Regions from separate parts of the Mus musculus genome. Here all the other regions are linked to region 3. A link is a contact called in public promoter capture Hi-C data. All regions are on one chromosome and are shown on one strand. Each heading gives the region's core, a stretch centred on a gene start, on an enhancer-like site or on the middle of the called end of the contact. The rest is flanking DNA. Distances are from core to core; before and after follow the strand shown.

The links. Capture Hi-C pulls out chosen DNA fragments and counts their contacts.
Region 1: a promoter capture Hi-C map of adipose tissue shows a contact between it and region 3. The contact joins two enhancer-like sites. A contact is called at or near these places in 5 of 484 Hi-C or Micro-C datasets (the AtT-20 cell line, brown adipocytes, cerebral cortex and 2 more), 3 of 115 datasets of contacts at active chromatin or transcription factors (a colorectal cancer cell line, hepatocytes and pancreatic cancer cells) and 1 of 9 other capture datasets (adipose tissue).
Region 2: a contact with region 3 is called in a promoter capture Hi-C map of adipose tissue. The contact joins two enhancer-like sites. A contact is called at or near these places in 2 of 484 Hi-C or Micro-C datasets (the AtT-20 cell line and forebrain) and 2 of 9 other capture datasets (adipose tissue and pancreatic islet).

What each region holds. Positions count from the first base shown.
Region 1 is chr15:55,001,166-55,004,090 of GRCm38.p6, forward strand. No RefSeq gene overlaps it. Among named protein-coding and RNA genes, the nearest start is that of Gm2491, 16 kb to the left of the region's middle. Within about 2 kb of position 1,351, at least 25 of the 459 cell types and tissues checked have an H3K27ac peak or open chromatin away from gene starts, as enhancers often do. A contact at or near this core is called in adipose tissue, where this site is marked.
Region 2 is chr15:55,017,843-55,020,803 of GRCm38.p6, forward strand. The region is part of intron 25 of Taf2 (TATA-box binding protein associated factor 2); the gene reads right to left. Among named protein-coding and RNA genes, the nearest start is that of Gm2491, 32 kb to the left of the region's middle. Within about 2 kb of position 1,304, at least 19 of the 459 cell types and tissues checked have an H3K27ac peak or open chromatin away from gene starts, as enhancers often do. A contact at or near this core is called in adipose tissue, where this site is marked.
Region 3 is chr15:54,861,805-54,864,560 of GRCm38.p6, forward strand. It overlaps Enpp2 (ectonucleotide pyrophosphatase/phosphodiesterase 2), which reads right to left. Exons shown (of 25, transcript NM_015744.4): 16 at 2,180-2,267; 17 at 1,934-2,021; 18 at 694-878. Among named protein-coding and RNA genes, the nearest start is that of Enpp2, 57 kb to the right of the region's middle. Within about 2 kb of position 1,362, at least 15 of the 459 cell types and tissues checked have an H3K27ac peak or open chromatin away from gene starts, as enhancers often do. A contact at or near this core is called in adipose tissue, where this site is marked.

The DNA.
Region 1 (2,925 bases), core at 101-2,600, 140 kb after region 3:
TCCACAACAAATCAATAAAAAGTAAGTAAATAAGTACAATTTTAAATTTTAAATTATTTATATTACCTTTTACAATTTCACAATTTTATTTTAAAATACCTCTGTATGGTTTTAGGGACATTGTCTGTCTGTCCTTAACCTCTCTATGTAACCAAGGATGGCCCTGAACTTCTAATCCTCCCAGCACTGAGACTGTTGGTGAGTACCACCACTCATTCTATGCTACTGACTGAACCCAGAGCTTTGTGCATGCTAGGCGCCCACTCTGTGAACCAAGCTGTACCCTATGACCCTTTACATGATTCTCTTTGCCTGCATCCCTTTCTTTGATTTGGTGAGAATTGATGTTACTTTCTCTTGCCTTTGACCTCAAAATTTTTTTCAATCATTTCTATTATGAAATGTCAGGCTGGAGAGGTGGCTCAGCAGTTAAGAACACTGACTTCTCTTTCTAGAGGTCCTGAATTCAATTCCCACCACCACACAGTGGCTCACAACTATATGTAATGGGATCTGATGCTCTCTTCTGGTGTGTCTGAAGACGGTGACCGTGTACTCAAATATATAATAGAAATAAATCTTTTTTTAAAAAAGAAATGTCTGAGAGAACAATCTCTTTCCATCTGTGTTTTCATACAAATGTCTTTATTCTGCTCTTATTTGTAAAAGATAGATTTACTGGACAAAAGATTCTTGGCTGGCCATTTCTTTGACACCCTGACCCTGTCATTCCACTGCACTGGCCTCCATTGTTCTACCAAGAAGTTAGAGCTAAGGCTCAGTACTGTTACTTTATATGTAGGATTTCTTTTTCCTCCAACCACTTGAAATATTTTCTTGTCTTTTAATTGTTAAATTATTTTATTTGCATGTGTGAGTGTGCACAGAAGTGCATGCATGTGTGCCACAGCGTATGTGCTATTGCCCATATACAGTGACCACAGGACAACTGTGGGAGCCAGTCCTCTCCGTCTACTGTGTGGCTCCCAGGGATTGAACTCAGGCCATCAGGCTGGCAGCAAGCACCCTTAACTCTTTGGTCCTCTTCTTGTCTTTTCTTTAAACGTTTTTAATGTGATGTACCACTTTGTCAGACTTTTGATTTTACTCTTACAATGCATTGAGGTTTTGACTCATCTAAATTTGACTCATCAAAGTCAGTAAGTATACTGTCAACCACCATTTTTCAGGCATCTTCTCCTGTTCGGGTTATTCCCCACCCCCCTTCTGGTATTCCCGTCCTTTGTGTGTTCACAGACACGATGCTGCTCCTGGCTATGAGTCCACTGTGTAAAGCCTTTGGCATTGGCTGCTGCCCTGGGATGGTGGCGTCTTTAGTAGACCTCTTTGTCTCTTTCCCTGACTTTGTTTCTTCTTCCCTATTACATCACAGCCCAGCTGTCGAGCCCCACCAACACGGCCTGATGACTGTTCTCTTCTTTCCAACAATTCCCTAGGACATAAATTGCACCACAATTTGACCTAATTAAATTCAAGCAAGGTATTTTTTTTTCGCCTCTACTTTAGGAAATGTCCCTAATCATTATCTTTCCCCTAGTCCTGACTAGTAGATTAGCTGGCCTAGAGTTTTAACTTGTCACTCACAAACATTGCAGTTTCCCTCTTCATTTCTTACCAGTTCTTCACTGTTTTAGAGAAAGACGTGAACGTTTCCTTACTGTGTCAAAGAACTCTGTTTTCTGAGATGAGAACATTACATCCTCTGACCCTCCTGGCTTCTTTTCCTCTCTGACACTGAGGCTACTAGACAGTGTCCTGTCTCTCTTGGAGGAACACCTCTGCTTAAGAGCACAGATCTGAATAGTTCTCTTACTTATGAGAGGGGATTGGATCAAGGTAGCCCCCCCCCCCCCCGATCTCCTGTCCACACTAATCAGGAAAGCAGTGAACCTCTGTGAATTAAGGTTGGAGGGGATTTGAAATATCTCCACCAGGAGATACTGCATCCCCTGACTGAAGCCCAGGTCACCCTGTCTCTTGGCCATATCTGCCTGTGTGGAATTTTAATTAAGAGCCACTGATGCTTAATGGAGATCATGCATACATGGGCTTTGTTGAATAAATATCTGTTAGCTCACTGTACGTTCTTGGAACAATGTACAGAAAGTTCAAATGGTTGTACTCTCACATTTGCAGCAGTGATGGCTGTGGCACCGGGCAGTGGGTCTGCAAATCTCTTCATACCTTCCCAGGGATCCCTAAAACAGCAAATCCCAAAAGTTACATCACTACTGTCGCCATCGTTGCCGTCGTCATAGCCATTGTCCCCGATGTGCAGGTAAAGATGAGGCATCAGGAGAATAGACCACTTAGGTAATGTTCATTGACAGTTCAGCCAGTGGTAGAGGATGGGTCTGAACCCGTGCAATCGAGTTTCCACTGAACCTCCAAGGTACATAAAATGTCAACTTTCTAAGCCAAAGTGCACAGAAAGCCAGGCCTGTTGTTGTAGGCCCGTGCTCTCAGCTACTTAGGAAACTGAGACAGAAAGATCAAAAGGCTATGATGTGACCGAGGTGTGGAGTGACTTTAAACCCATATGAAAAGAAAATTCAAAGAGGCTATGATGCTGTTGACAAGTACAGAACTTGCTTCGCATGAGTGTGACCTTCAATCCTCAGGACAGAGAAACAAATAGACAGAGAAACAAACAGACACACACCACAGAGAGAGAAAGAGAGAGAGAGAGAGAGAGAGAGAGAGAGAGAGAGAAGACTCCTAAGAGTGATGCTTTATAAGATTTTTCTTGTTTAAAAAGCTGAGGGGTAGAACATGAGGCCTCTTAAGTTTTCATTTAATTACTCTTACTATTAAAGGGTATCTGTGTAGCAAGAGTAAAGAGATGGTCAATTCTAGTACTCTTCGGTGTTTTTGAGCACCAAACATCCACTTGAAGTGAAAGAC
Region 2 (2,961 bases), core at 54-2,553, 160 kb after region 3:
CACTGAGTCCAGTTTGAGTCAGAATATTTATAGGATGAGCCTGAAGCATTCGATACAACAACAAGGAACTCAGTCTTGCCTAACTGACTCAGGAGGCAGCCTTTAAAGATGTTCAAAGATACAACAATTCCAATACTAATCCTGGATAATAAATACTCTGAACTGATCACCATTAAAATATGTGGTCAATAAACTCATTGTTTTTAAAAATTATTAAATACAGAGAGAATTAGGCATTTATCTAGACTTTCCTATATGGCTCATACCAATGAGTAATAGTAAAAGGGAATTTAGCTTTAGAGAAACAATACATCCTATAAATAAAAATGGAAAGATTAATTAGAATAACATTACTTTGTAATCCACAATGAGTTAATGCATCTAGATCCTGACTAACCACAATAGTTAACCTTGCAAAAAGAGTCAACTGGCTACTGGTACTTCCAAATGAAGATACACAGTACCAGCACACCTGCCTCCAATTACGTGTCTAGACGGGACTGTAATACACAAAAGTCACAAGGAACTCAATTGTGTTAACAACTAATAACTACAGATAAAAATGTGACGAACATATATGGCAAAGGGGAGGGAGAGAAGCTATAGACGGGAGTATAAATTTAAAAGGTAACCATCAAAAGGACTGCTGTGGGCTTCCTGTGGGCACTGATGTCACAAATACACTCTCATGGGCAGAGGACCGAGGAGGATGGGCTCGGCTCGTCAAAACCCCTTTAGTGATTTGAAACACCTTCTCTATTTCAGAGATCGAGACACACATAATTCAAAATCCTGTAAGATGTTCATTTGTGTTATGCAAAAGATATTCCCAATTGTTCTGCCCAATGTAAAATCATGTTAAACAAACAAGCTGTAGTCAATATAACAGATCTGAAACAAACAAATGTACTTAATAAAAGCCTAACTTGCAAGCTCAACAGTCCATCTAATAAGAACATGTAAGAAACACTGAACAATCTGTTAATTTTATTGACTTCATTTATATTAGGTATACGTTCATATTCAATACAAAGTCTATAGTTTGTTAGAAAAGACATGAATTCTGCTCTTTGGTTCTTTAGATTAAATAGAAAAATAAGATGTTGAAATACATCATTGTAATCTAAAGATTAAAAAAAAAAAAAGTCTGTTTTTCATCTTGAGTTCCAAAAAAAGATCTCTAGGGAAAGCATACAAGCTTTGAAAAACAAATTGTTTTAATTTCAAAGTAAGATTTCAAGAACTAGAGTTGTATTTTCTGAATTATGCAAGAAGGCATTACATAACCCAGCAGCCTGAGCAAGGCAGCTGCAAGACTCCCCTCTTCCCCCCAGAAATCACTAGGGAGTTTCATCTGCTCCACCATCACCCCCTAGCCCTCTGTTTCTCATTCTTGCCATCACTAAATAAACCCAGGAGACAGTCCTGATGCCTGCAACCTTGCAGTGGAAGAAAGGGGGCTCAGTGCTGGGAGGGAGATCTATGATGCTCAAACCTGTCTCTCTCAGAACCACTGGGCCCTTCCTGCCTATTCTCTTCCTTCCTTCGGGACAGGGGCAGGGAAAGGGAGTGGGTGAAGGGACCATTTTCACACCTCTCCTTGGTTATCCCACAGCCTGCCCTACCACCTGCACAAAATCATACGCATTTAACACATCTTTTTTACCCTCATACACAAGAAGAGGGAGAATGCAGGGGGTGGGGGGGCCCGCTGCAGGCCTCGGGGTGTGTGTGTGTGTGTGTGTGTGTACCTGGAGCTGTGTGTGTTTCAAATGTGCACGTGTGTGTGTGTGGTGTGTGTGTGTGTGTGTAGGAGGCGTTAAAAGTACATCATCACTGTCCTCTACTAACAAAATAAGCCTCTCTCCTTCAGCTCCCTTAGAGCGGCATCGTTTGTTTCTATCTCTCCTAGATGAGGTTTGTAACACATTTCTGTTCTTGAATATCATCTGGGTCCTTGGCTCTAAGTCATTAAGACATATGAGATGTCGCTTCACTTTGTGAGCAGAGGAAGCAAGGGACCCACACTCAACAGCTCGGAACCCGAGGAAACAGCACACGAGTAGAGCAACCCTGCTGAAGGAGTTTCACTTAAGCACTTCGAAAAGAGCTGCAAGTCTACTAGATTTTATATGCCATCTCTCCGTTTGGAGTCAACTAGAGCAAACATTTCCATACGTTTTAGCGAGCATGAATGAAAGAGACCTCAGCTGGACATGTCCCCCCAAAGCCCACGTGTGCTCCTTCCTCTCGAGTTTGCAAATGGAAGGGAGGCCACAGCTTCCCTTACCACTCTTCTCTTTCTCTCAGGACCCTAACTCAGCCACAGACCAATCTCACTCCCACACATGGCCACCTCTAACTTACTTGATCCCAAAAGGTGATTTGTGAGTGATGCTCCTACAGGAATACTGTCACACCAGTTAGGAGTGAAACTTTACTCCCTGGGCCCAGCAGAATGGCTCAGCAGTTGATGATGCTTACCACCAAGGCTGAAACTGCCCTCTCCATGTGCACTGTGACATACGTGCACACACATTCATGCAAATAAATAAAAGTCCAAATGAGAAAGGAAGGTACTTCTATTGCTTATTTGTAGTCTATCAAAGAGCTTTTCTTATGTTTCACACAGTTACCTTTTTTCCAGTGTATCAATGTGTTAGGGAAAAGCTATATTTGAAATTCAAAATGCACACACACGTGCGCGCACACGCACACACGCACACACACACACGAAGGAGTAAGGAGGGAAAGGGCAAAAAGAGAGGTGAGAGAAGTGAGGAAGGAGAAAATGGGAGAAGGAGCCAAAGAATTAATCCCCCAAGCCCTTCACTCATGGAAATACAAGGCCAAGTCCCAGCTGGATTCCTTCTGAAACATATTGTGTGAATCTACTACAATAAAGGTACACACACACCTCACAAAAAGCTTTTGGCAGACAATGATCTGTGTTCTTAACAC
Region 3 (2,756 bases), core at 112-2,611:
TTTGGCTTACAGTCAGGCTCTACCATGGAAGGCAGTGGGAGCCGAGTAGAGGCAGTAGAGCCTGGAGTGCTCTGCTTCCAGATCACCAGCCACAATGTTCAGGCTTCAGTCTTCTAACAAGCACAGTTCTCTCTTCCATCCTCCCTTCCTCCCTCCCTCACTCCTCTCAATCTCCCCAGTGATTTTCTACCTGCCCTCACCTTTTAGGCCTTGCAAGGCCCCAGAGCAGTTCCCATTTCCCACTGATACCCTTCTTCCCTGCCCAGGTTTTGCAAATAGTTCTCTGGAATCCCTTAACATTTCAAGTGTCTTTCAAAACCACTTTGACATAGCTACCTATAAACCAATCACTGATATTATTCACGGCTCACCATGAATCACTGGAAATTCACAATTGCGTAAAAGACCCAGCTTCTGACTATATATTGTGAATTCAGAAAAATAACATTCTTGCTCCTTCATTCTCCAGACCTGAACTGTCTAAGATGATAGTCACGAACCTTATTCAGCATACTAAACTTAAATTTACAACAATAAAGTGAAATTTTTTTACCCTCAGTCATACTCAGTCACTGGCTCCATTTTAGATGTCGGAGTCAAAAATCAACTCTAGTATCAGAGACAGTTCTACTGAACAATGCTTTATACACCAAACAGACATTTCCAATGATAAAGCAGAAAGATTATCTCTACCTTTGGCTCTACCTTATCATCACAGGTGCAGCCCAGGTCAAAATCAGACTGAAGGTACATAATCCCTGGGTAATTGGGTCTGCTGACTTCCTCTGGTAGGGTTGGCCTAAAGGTATTTGTGCGTAGCAGGTGATTCAAACTTCCATGTGTTCCATTATTGGGAGCTGGCTTCAAGCCTAGGAGATCTGATAGGGAAAAAAAAAGAATGCAGTGTTTCTTATTTGTTCTCTGATGAGATATGATAAGAATCAAAACCCTTCACCTTCCAAGAGCCTATAAATATTGAACACAAATCACAAGAGAACAAACTAAATTACGTCAGCCATTCCTTGCACATCTCCTAAACCATTCTAACCTCACAATGCCCTGCTAACACTTCTTGAAATAACACTTCTCTTCACTGCAAGCGCATGAATAAGGCATCCCAAAAAAACTGGAGTGAAGGAACGTGTGTGTGACAATGTTGGGACCACTGTCCTTCTGGACTTCTTCAAGACTTTCAAAAACCAAATTTTGAAATAAGACATAATCAATAAATACCCACAGCCTGCCCTTCAATGCACTCCACAAAAGTGTGGGGACAAGAAGAGGCTTTGGTGATGAGCCTTGATGGGCCACCAAGGGATAAACGGGGTGATTTCACAGCAACTGAATGGTTGCCAAGTGGGCACACAGTGACTTGCCTAAGCTGAGAGACAGGACAGTGAAGAGCTAGCAGCCAACCTGGGAAAAGAACCCAGGAGACCCGACTTTCAGACTCCCCCTCTAACCACCAGACTGGCACTCCCTTACTAAATAGGAAAAGCTGTCCTCATTCAGCAATGAGAAGCCCAAGGAAGAAAAATAATTAGGAGCACATAAATAGCTGGCTGGGATGCAAGCTGGCAAATTTTTCACTGGGCTGCAATGTAAGAGAGGGAGGTCGGAGAACGCTCTGTCTGCGTGGAACTCTTGCTTCATCGTGTCTCCGACCAACGGTGTCAAACTGTAATGCTATGTTAGATCAGCCAAAGGCTGCCAACACCAACACTATGAAAACTCCCCATTAGTCAACTGTTGAAGGAACACAAAGAAGCCTTAGAAGGGGGTGACATTCTGTCCTTTGAACCAATGGGCAAGTTACTTTTTTTTTTCTTTTTAGGGAGAGGTCTTAGAAAATAGACACCTCATTTCTTTCTCTAGCTGTAAGGAAATTCACTGACCAAAAGTTTCACCGGGTTTGATTGAACAAGTGACTTACCGCACATAACATTATAAAGTTCAATGTTTTCAAATGGAGGCACTTTAGTCCTGTACTTAAAAGTTGGGCCATAACCTACAAAAACAGTCTTCCAAAAGAAAAGAAAAGAAATACAGTTAACCATTTCTGCTTCCATGAACAGCATCTCTTCTGTGTCGGAACATCCTACAGCTTCACAAATCCCATGATTTCCATCCCCTCCAGAGAATTATGAAACTCATATTTAGTTCAGTTTTGTAGACATACCTGCATGCTATTGACCTTGTTATCAAAGCCGTGGTCACCCTGGAAAAAACATTTTCCTGACGGCTTCTTATAAACGTCCAAAGGTTTCCTACGTGAAAACGATTTTATGATCTGTTAGGATTCTGCCCCAAAGCAAGCTGATAGAAAGCAAATTTGGAAGTACATAGGATCCCTGAAAAAATCTGAAGCCAAGTGTCTCTGTTTTGATTACATCATTCCCATGGCAATGACAAGGGACGTCTGTTCATTTCTTTGGTGCCATGGCTTTGCTTATTACCCCAGGTTAAAGGGGAGGTTTTGAAAAGAAGTCAAAGTCTCTCTATGTCTCATGCTTGGACTTAACAAAATATCTCTCCCCGCTATGTGATCACCAAGCTCAGTCCCAAAACACAGGAGGCATTTAAAAATACGCAATGTTGAATCAGTTCGTGGAGCTCTGCATTCTATAAAAAATGTTTGTAGGTAAACTTACCTGGTAGGAAAAGAAAAATCAGAGTTCATGACATGATCAATTTAACACTAACCATAGCATAGTTAATAAAAGCCGGGCCTTACCTAGAAAATCTGTTTAGAAGTA